Regions from separate parts of the Rattus norvegicus genome. Here region 1 is linked to region 2. Evidence: chromatin contacts called from public Hi-C data. All regions are on one chromosome and are shown on one strand. The core of a region is the stretch at or near the end of the contact, and the rest is flanking DNA. Distances in the headings are between cores, read along the strand shown. Region 1 overlaps LOC102552965 (a long non-coding RNA gene). Region 2 holds the start of Map3k9 (mitogen-activated protein kinase kinase kinase 9).

Region 1 (4,994 bases), core at 426-2,925, 640 kb after region 2:
CTCTTCAATGAACCTCATCTCTCCTAAACCTTAGAATCATGAGACGGAATTAGGACTTTAAAAGATTCAGTTCACTCAGTTCTGCCCGGTCTGATTTCATTAGCTCTTTACTGACCTGCCCCATGTCCAGCCACCTGTGTTGGGAGATGTCCAGTGATGGAAGCTCACCCCTGCCTGAGGTACCTGCTGATTGTGTGTGTGTGTGTGTGTGTGTGTGTGTGTGTGTGTGTACATCCATATATGTACAAATGTGTGTTGGTGTGTGCACATATCTATGTGCATGAAGGTGACGGTCAGAGGTTATTAACCTTGGGTGTCTGTCATTCCTTAGGTGCTGATCACCACTTATTTACTGATTGATTGATTGATTGATTGATTGATTAGTGCCCGTCTCTTACTGCTCTAGAGCTCACGAAGTAGGCTGTGAGGCCCCCGACCCCAGGATGCTCCTGTCTCCCCGTCCCTAGGCTGGAATGATAAGCACAGTCCACAACCTGGACTCTGTGGATTGAATTCGGCTGAGCCGTTTTCTCAGGCCCTGATTTATTTTGTTAAGCCCTTTTGATTTTGAGAAAAATCCCTTGAATTTTTCCAAGACCATCGCTTCACACTATACCCACATAATCAACCCTATCTTCCCAGGTGACAATCATGGAAACCTTGGGGATAGCGGTTCTATCTAAATGTTATCACCAGAACAAAGCGTCACAATCTCCCCAACTCTTGCCGCAGCATCATGGTTTCTGAGTTCACCATCGTGAAATAACCCTACACAGCGTGTATTAAGGGTAAACCCACCTACGCATATTATCCCACGAGCTCTCACAGCAGCCCTGTGGCAGGATGAGGTCTATGGATGTCCCCATTTATAGAAGCTGAGGCTTTGAGAGGTCAAATCACTTCCAGCAGGTAGCAAATGAACACAGAGCAGAGTGAAAGCCTGGCCTGTGGTACCAGAACCATTGCCAAACCACATTCTCCCTTGCACATCCTGGTTGTGCGGAACCTAAATGGACAGTATCGATGCCGTTGGATGGTCATCGTGGGGGTGAAGAGACAGACACTCAGATGGAGACCATCCCTAAATATTAGAGGACTGGGAGTTAGCGACATCTGGTGGGAGTTGGTTTAAAGTGATGCTGTCTCTGACAGCCGGTGTTCCCCACTTGCACTTCATTTCAGAGAAAGACCTTCCTGTCCAATTTCAGGACAGACCTGGAGGTCATGGAGGCTTGGGTTCCTGTTAGAAATGAGAGAGTGGGGGTTGGCTTTGGGAAGGCTCTGCCACATAGCCACCATTGGAAAATGAGCTCTATGAAGAGAGGGGAAGGGACTTGTCATAACGGTATTAGAGACAACATGATGGGGCCTTAAAGGGGAGGAGAGGCTTCCCCTGAAAACGCTGGGGGGAGCTTTGGTAAGAGGGATACCTTAAAGGAGAGAGCCAGCCATCATGGACAAGGTGATTGGGGGAGAGGGAGGGCTAGAGGAGGGTGTTCAGAAAGACCACCCAATGAAGACTAGTATCTGACTTTTGGATTGTAAATTGCTATACCACGCAATTTAGTTCAGCACAGCATAGCCTAGTGTGTGTCACATGCACGTAACACTGTTGAACACAGCAGGCAAGCATTACTGGGCTTGAGAAACCTCTCTGGTTTGCCATCAGATCACGAGGCCAGGGCCTCCCCTAAGCAATCGTTTGCTTAGTGCCTTGCCAATTCTCAGCCCTGCCTAAGCTATGCCCTGTGTTTCTTTTTCTAAACGAAGAAGCTTGATGGAAGCTAACCAAAAATCTGTTTCAAAACCAACTATAAATAGTATACATGATATCTTAGACTAAACCACAACATTAATTTTGTTCTTTGAATCAATCCCCTCTCATCTATGTAACTGCAACATCCCGCTACGGGCACTGCACGTCAGTGAACAGGTGAGGACCACGATTTCAACGTGGGTCCCTGTTCTCAGCAATTCTAAATACAAAGAGAGTTTCTAGTTTATACTTCTCAGCCCATCTGTCAGAACACCAGGCCCAAGGTCCTGGCAGTCTGCTTGCTAAAGCAACAGATGACCGACCGAGAGAAACATAACAAACCCAGTTCTCAAGGGTAAACCCCAGCATGAGTCCAGATGCTTCTACCTGCCTGCCAACACTCCACAGAAGGGTCCCATGGGGTCCTCTTCCTCCAGCCCAGGGTCCAGATACCTAGGACCATGTAATCTACTGCATAATTAATCACTTAAAAAAAAACCAAAAAACCCAACCTCCAGTTTATTGACCATTTTGTGGGCCAGAGATTTGGGCTTTTCTCAGCTGTGTGTTTGTTCTGCTCCATGTGGGCTCTCCTAGGGCCTTCAGTCACTGGCAACCAGGCTGGTTTGGAGAGTTCAGGATGACACCCATTCCTGGGGCTTTGGTGGGAGCAGTAGTCTGGGCTCAGCTGCCCATCCCCGCTGCCCCCATCTGCATGTTCTTGAAGCTCTTCCCTGGGTTCTTCTATCAGGTGGTTGGCTGGGTTTTTCAAGGCTCCCACAGGCTAGGTGGGAAATGCCAGTGTTCTTGACAAGTAGGTGCAGATCTGCCAGACTGCTTTCCTACACCTTGTCAAACAAAGGGGAATCAGAAGCCTTCTCTTAAAACAAAACCTCATTCTCCTTAGGACAGCTCCATTCTCACTGGCACTAAATCCCCCATCAGGGTCAGAACGCCAGAAATGTCAGCTGGAGTCATAGGCAGCACAGGGAAACACTGATCTCCCTGGAGGCCCTTACTCCTGTCCCTAATGCTGTCATGGCGGAGGGGGTGGGGCAAGGCCTTTTTGAACTTTGGGACTGGACAGTGGAGTCAGTTTCTAGCTCTTGTCTTGGAGGTCAGTGGCCTACAGCTCATCCACTGATGAGCACCCTCTCCTGACTTCTCACCAGCCTGGTCTCCATATTATAGTTTACCACCAGCAGAGACCGAGAGGGTAAGGCCATTGACATTCAGCCCAAGTCTCCTTTCTCCTGGAGGCCAGGATTCTCAATGGCTGCCTATTGTAGCAAACTCTGGGAAGATCTGATGTGTCTGTCATCCTCCATTACGATCTGTGGTAAGGAATTTTCTTAATTAGTGATCAGTGGGTGAGGACCCATCCTTGGGATGGTGGTTCTATAAGAAAGTAAGCTAAGCAAGCCCTGTGAGGCAAGCCAGTGAGCTTGCTTTAAGTGTGCACCTCTTCATGGCCTCTGCATCGGCTCCTGGCTTCAGGTTCCCGCCCTGTTTTGAGTTCCTGTCCCGACTTCCTTTGGTGATGAACAGTGATATGGAAATATAAACTGTTTCCTCTCCAACTTTATTTTTGGTCACGGTGTTTTGTCACAGCGATAGAAAGTATAAGACACCAGGTGTCTATTACTGCCACAAAACAAGCGAGACCAAAAACAAGTTGGGAACGAAGGGGTTTTTTGGCTGACACTGATCCATCACTGGAGGACGTCAGGACAGGAACTCAAGCAGGGCTGGAACCTGGAGGCAGGAGCTTATGCGGAGGCCATGGAGGGGTGCTGCTTACTGGCTTGGTCACTCTGATTTCTTATAGAACCCAGGAGCACCAGCCCAGAGATGGGACCCCACCCCACTATCACTAATTAAGAAAATGTCTTGCAGCTGGATCTCATGGAGACATTTTCTCAACTGAGGCTTCTTCCTCTCTGACTCTAGCTTGTGTTGAGCTGACACACGAAGTCAGCCAGAGTTGACCCCGTGTCAACACACAAGCACAGCACTATTGAGCCACAATTCTTCCTTTCTTACTCATCCCCAAGATCTCATATTAAAAACGTAAGTTTAAAAGTCCCACAGTCTTTACAAACTGAAACACATTAAATTTTCAATCTCTTTAAAATATACCGTCTCTCTAAACATCCAAAATTTCTTAAAAAGTCCAAGGCCTTTGAGCTGTGGGCTCCCATAAAAATCAAAGTTAAGTTGAATGCCTTCTTTGAGGGGGATGAAGCAGGGCACTGTCACCATCTAACCAAGCAAAACTAACCCCAACAGTATAAATAACTCAGTGTCCATCCACACAGGATCTTCTGAGCTCCTCAAAGTGTCTGGGTCATTTCTCCTGCTCTGCCCCCTGTCGTACGTTAGGCTCTGGCTGTCTCTATTCCACCTGGTGGTTATCCCATGGCACTGGCATTTCCAAAATGATGCAGCCTTCCACTTAACTGGGCTGCACTTTCAGCCCAGCCTCTCATAGGCTCTCTTCAAAGCCTCAACTCCGTTGCCTGACCCCTTCAGTTCCAGGCCTTCAACTGCTACTGAGGCTGCACCTTCACCAATGGCCTTTCTTGGCCTCTCACAGTGCCAGGCCTCAGCTGCTCTTCATGACCCCTTCATGCCTTCAAAACCAGTACCACCTGGGTGACTCTCACACGTTACCAAGTCCAGCCACAGCACAAGGTACAGCCTTGGCTATCTCTGGAACACAGCTTCTTTGTGCTCTCAGAAAACACTTCCCAAAAGATTTCACCTCAGTGATGCTGGTCTCTTCTTAATCACTGCTAAGTTCTTAGCTCCAGCTGACAGCATCGATTGTCCCAGGAAGGCAAAGGTTTGCTTTAGTTGTCCTGGAATCTTGTTAATCACAGCTGAATCTCCAGCCCCAGTTAAGGAGAACCACAGAATCTTAAATCAACATAGCAAACAATCCCCATAGTCTTTAATCTTCCCTCTGAGATTTCACAGGCCAGGCCTGCATCTTCTGCACCATTCTCAACATTATCTTCCAAGCTCCTACAGAACATCCCACAGAGCGCTCCACACCCAATGGCTCTTCTAACCCAAGGTTCCAAAGTCCTTCCGTGGTCCTTCTCAAACCATGGTCAGGGCTGTCACAGCAACAACTCACGACACAGGTACCAATTTGTCTTAGTTAAGGTTTCTATTATGGTGATAAAAACACCATGACCCGAAAGCAAGTTGGGAAGAAAAGGGTTTATCTGGC
Region 2 (4,544 bases), core at 1,581-4,080:
GCTTGACTAGACTTAGGTATTCCATTCGCAGCTCTGAACCTATCAAGGTTGCAAGCCCCAGAGGGGAAGTTCAAAAGGGCAGCTCTGGGGAAGTGTTGTCAGTGGCCTTACTACTCCAAGTCCTGGGAGGCAAGGTTTGTCAATCATCTTTATTTTCTGAGTCACACAAACTCAAGCAGGTACAAGACTCCTGTCTTTCAGAGCGCTGGCTGAAATTCTGTGTTTACTTAACTAGTCTGAGCTCCTACCATCCTTTTAATCCCTTTATCCCTTGGTCCCTAGCAGTCACCGCTCACCAACTATTTCAAACTAGGAAACTACAGGAACGAGCTTTAGACCTGAGCTTTGTGAACTCAGTTACAAGGAAGCTGAAGTTAGAAACTCACCAGAGCTTTCAACGCCAAGCTCCTCCAGCGTGTTCTCCCCACAAGCACAAGGTCCCCCCATCTGGGATCCAGATTCAGGAGTCCACACTACCCAAGGTACTGACATCTAACAGGCAAGTCCTGGCCACATCATGGAGATTCAGCTCTGAATGAAACACACTGCTGACATGACTGGCACTCAGTGGAAAAGTTCTTTTAACTTAAGTCATGTTGGCTCCTGACTGCTATGACAGTCAGGAGCACAAGATGCTGAGGAAACTACAGAGGCTGCTCACGAACGTCCTGTAACTTGTAGCTGTCCCTAAGAACAGCATCGCAGAACTCCACCCACTCTCATCTGGAGGATGCTGTGGCCAGGTAGTGGTGCACAACTTTAACCCCAGCGCTTGGAAGTCAGAGGCAGGTACATCTCTCAGCTTGAGGCTAGCCTGGTCTACAGAGTGAGTTCCAGGTCAGCCAGCACTAAAATGGAGAAACCTTTTCTCAGAAAACCAAAACTAAGCAAACACACCATATTTCCTAATATATCAGATTATTCATGTCTTTCAACTCATGGTCAAATTTATCTCCAATGCCAATTCCAAACACCATGCCAGGGCCTTCCATTGCCCTCTGTCTCACCAGCATTGCCCAAAATATGTAGCACTCAAAAGCAATCTAAAGTGATTTGCCATTTCTGGGTATTATAAACATCAAAATGTATAAAAACAAGACACCTCAAATGAAAGGGAACATATCTAAGGGGAACTAAAGACCTGAATAACTTGGCAGTCAAAAGGCCAAAGGGCAAAGAAGAAAAAAAAGAAGCTGTCATTGTATTTCAAAATCATCTTAAAATAACTTAATTGTTCATGTAAAAGTAACAAATAACTATCACAGGCGAAAATTTAAAACTAAACACTCAAAGTCAGCCATTTGTAATGGCTTCTTATTTTAATCAAGTAGGATGCAAAGTACATAAGACGAGAAATAAACTATTACCGTATATAGTACGAGGGCCTTCTAACTGGAGTTACAGAAACACTTAAATGCTATCAACTGCACTTGGAGAGACTCCCATCTTCTACAACAACCAAGAATATACAAGCGATTAAGTAATTACAATGGCAATTTAACTCAAAAAAAAAAAAAAAGAGAGAGAGAGAGAGAGAGAGAGAGAGAGAAACATTTCTTTAGGAGCATGGAACAAAGGGTTCCTGGGAAATTGGTGAAAACCAGGACACAGGGAGAAAGAGCCTGGGAGGGAACCCTGGTTCTGGCCCCCCTGAGATTTGGCCAATGCCAAATATAGGCAAGGATCTAGGGTGAAAAAAAAATGTGTTGTGTGAACAGTATGACTGTAAGGGACAAGGACTTAGCCACTGTACCTGCTGATCCTGAACTCCCACGAGGGACAGACATACTTTCTCCCTCTAATCATTTCTCCACTCATAACTTTGCCCCCTCCCCCACCTACACACCTTTCCTAACATATTCTTCGGCGAGACTCCTCAGGTACAACTTTGAGATACAGTATGAGAACCCGAGAAATCAACACGAGATTTCAAAGGCACCTGACTCTTGAGTTCACACATGCTTCCGGGACTTGTGAACCTGCCCAGGCAAGCGGGAGACACCTCCACTTCTCTCTGGACACATACCTTTAAGAGGCGGAGACAAGCGACAGAAAAGGTCCGCCGGGTCCTTGATTAGGGAACTAAGGTTACTGATGACAGTAACCACCTGCTCTCCAAAACCCTTCTAGATCTGGAGGGGAACAGGAGGGAGAGGAAGGGGTTGGGACGTAAGGAGACTCGGGTTAGGGTTTCAAGAGTTGCTACTTGCGCGAGTCAGATGAAGGTGAAGAAGCCCAGTGTTCCAGGCAGGGCCTGCGACTCTAGAGCTTCTGGGTAGCACCAGCTAAAGTCCCTGTAGTCCCGGTGCCCACCCATGCCCGGGCCAGTCGCTCTCCCCCCGGGACTGCTCCTCGCCCACCCTTAGGCCTCACCCTCCCGTCCCCACCGGGTACCGGTGCCCGCCTTCTTACGCTGAATGGGCGGGTAGCAGCTGGGGTCCTCCGTGCCCGGCTGGCAGCGACTGGAGAAGGCGCTGCGCGGGGTCACGTAGTTGCTGGGGAAGATGCCCACCCGCTGGTTCAGCTGTCCGGTCCACCAGCCCTCATCGCCGGACACCTGAGAGTCCTTGGACAGCACCTCTACCACATCGCCCAGCCGCAGGGTCAGCTCGTCCTCTCCTGCCGCCTCGTACTCGAACACAGCCGTCCAGTAGGGCAGCGTGGCATGAGATCCCAGCTCGGCCGCCGCCTCCTCTTCGTCTTCCTCCTCTTCGGCCCCAGCACCGGTGGCATCCTCCCCCGGCGGGGCCGCAGCGGCGCTCGCCAGGCAGCCGAGAAGCGATCTGGAGGACTCCATGGAGCGGCCGGTCCATAGGGTGCGGGGCGGCCGCCCGCGGGAGCCGCCGCCGCCTATTGTTCATGCGGCTCGGCAGCGCTGGGGGCTCCGCGCCCCGGACGGCCGCCGCAGGTAGGGCCGGAGCAGGGTAGGCGCGCGAGAGTCGAGGACGCCCGGTGCGCACCGCGAGCGCGCACCGCGGACAGGGGCGCGGTGCAGTGCCCGCCGCCTGGCGCCCCCGCGGGCGGCCTCGCCCCTCGGCGGCTCCCACCTGCTCGTGCCGCCCGTGCCCGCCGCCCGCTGGCCGCTCCCTCCCCGCCCCGCCCCATGCGCCCCGCCTCCCGCACGCCCGGGACCACCTGACGCGAATCTGGCTCCGCCCCAGCCCTGCGGACCCGGGGGCAGGGCCTCCGGGATGGACCCGCCTCCACAGCCACTCCGTCCTCCCATTGGCCCGCAGCGGCTGTCCGTCTCCTGAGGATAGCTGAGGCCTCATTGGGTGGCTCCCGAAGGTGAGACCGAGTGTGGGTCCGAGAGGGCTGCAGAGCCCTGTCTTTGTCTGCGCCGGTTGGTCCTACGGGCTGCGCCAGTTCCTGGTTCAGATGACCAAGCTCTTGGATCTGCTGTTCCCCTGGTCAGCCCTGGGGACCAGCCTATGTACCCTGCCGCCGCAACGCACACTGACACTCCGGAACCTTATGGCTTGAAATGGAAGAACTCTTTCGATTGCTCTGCTGGCCTTAATGAAGACTGTGTTCATCTTTGTAAGAGGAGATTCCTGGCCATTGTTATTAGAATTACGAAAGGGGAGGTCACCTAGTGGTGCTTCCGCAGGCTAGGGGAGTCGTGCGGAACCAGCTAGTTTGCGCTTGCCTTGTGGAGCTGGCTGTATCTAGGACCCTGGTGACAGGCTACACAGATCCCATCAAGGACTAAAGCAGAGTAAAGGCGGGTGCTGCCTGCCACTCTTGGGCAAGGGCTGACCTACGCTATGTCCTTTTGTTATCTCCCCCACCCTCAACCCCACCCCCGCCAAGATTGAGGAAGAGCAAAAAGACCTTAACCTCTCTTACATGCTTTGAAGCCTGTCATAGCAATGGCTTCCATATTTCAAAACAGCCATGGTATCTACCAAACCTTTTCCAAGACAGGAATAGATGTGATTTGTTTAGCAAGAATTAGTGTTTCATTGTTTATTTGTTCATTTGTGGTTTTGAAGCAAGATCTTACTGGGTAGCCCAGGCTGGCCTCTCACAGTCTCTGGGGATGGAGACCCGGAAGTAAATTCCCTAACGTGTTCAAGTTTATAGGAGGATCTAACACGTTCAGTTCTCGGGAGGGTCAGTAAACTGGAAAAGATGTGCATACGATTCTCTGAGGTTAAGATGAAGCCACTCTACCTGCAAGAGGGTGAGAGAGGGGAAAATAGTGTTGTTTTTTTTTTTTCTTTTTTTTTGGAGCTGGGGACCGAACCCAGGGCCTTGTGCTTGCTAGGCAAGCGCTCTACCACTGAGCTAAATCCCCAACCCCAATAATTAGTGTTTTAACAAATATTTTACTTGGTAATATTTTCATGTGTGGAAAAGGGAATTTTACAAAGTAGATACACACACACACACACACACACACACACACACACACACACGGCTGTAGGGATAGCTCAGAAGTTGAACGTTGGCTGCTCCTTCAGAGGACCCAGGTTCTGTTCCCATCCCTCACTAAGGCACCTCCTGTAACTTCAGGGGAAATGGCATATTTGCCTGGTCTC

Evidence for each region. Hi-C and Micro-C count contacts between places; a contact is called where the count stands out from the background.
Region 1: a Hi-C map of liver shows a contact between it and region 2, with 3 times the contacts expected there. The contact joins the enhancer-like site here to the promoter of Map3k9 in region 2. A contact is called at or near these places in 10 of 12 Hi-C or Micro-C datasets (the A7r5 cell line, the Rat2 cell line, Schwann cells and 6 more).

The regions. Positions count from the first base shown.
Region 1 is chr6:107,853,741-107,858,734 of GRCr8, forward strand. The region is part of intron 1 of LOC102552965 (a long non-coding RNA gene); the gene reads right to left. Among named protein-coding and RNA genes, the nearest start is that of Rgs6, 140 kb to the right of the region's middle. Within about 2 kb of position 1,676, at least 5 of the 93 cell types and tissues checked have an H3K27ac peak or open chromatin away from gene starts, as enhancers often do. A contact at or near this core is called in liver, where this site is marked.
Region 2 is chr6:107,217,231-107,221,774 of GRCr8, forward strand. Map3k9 (mitogen-activated protein kinase kinase kinase 9) reads right to left here and starts at 2,831. Exons shown (of 11, transcript NM_001100872.1): 1 at 2,413-2,831. The coding sequence starts at 2,797.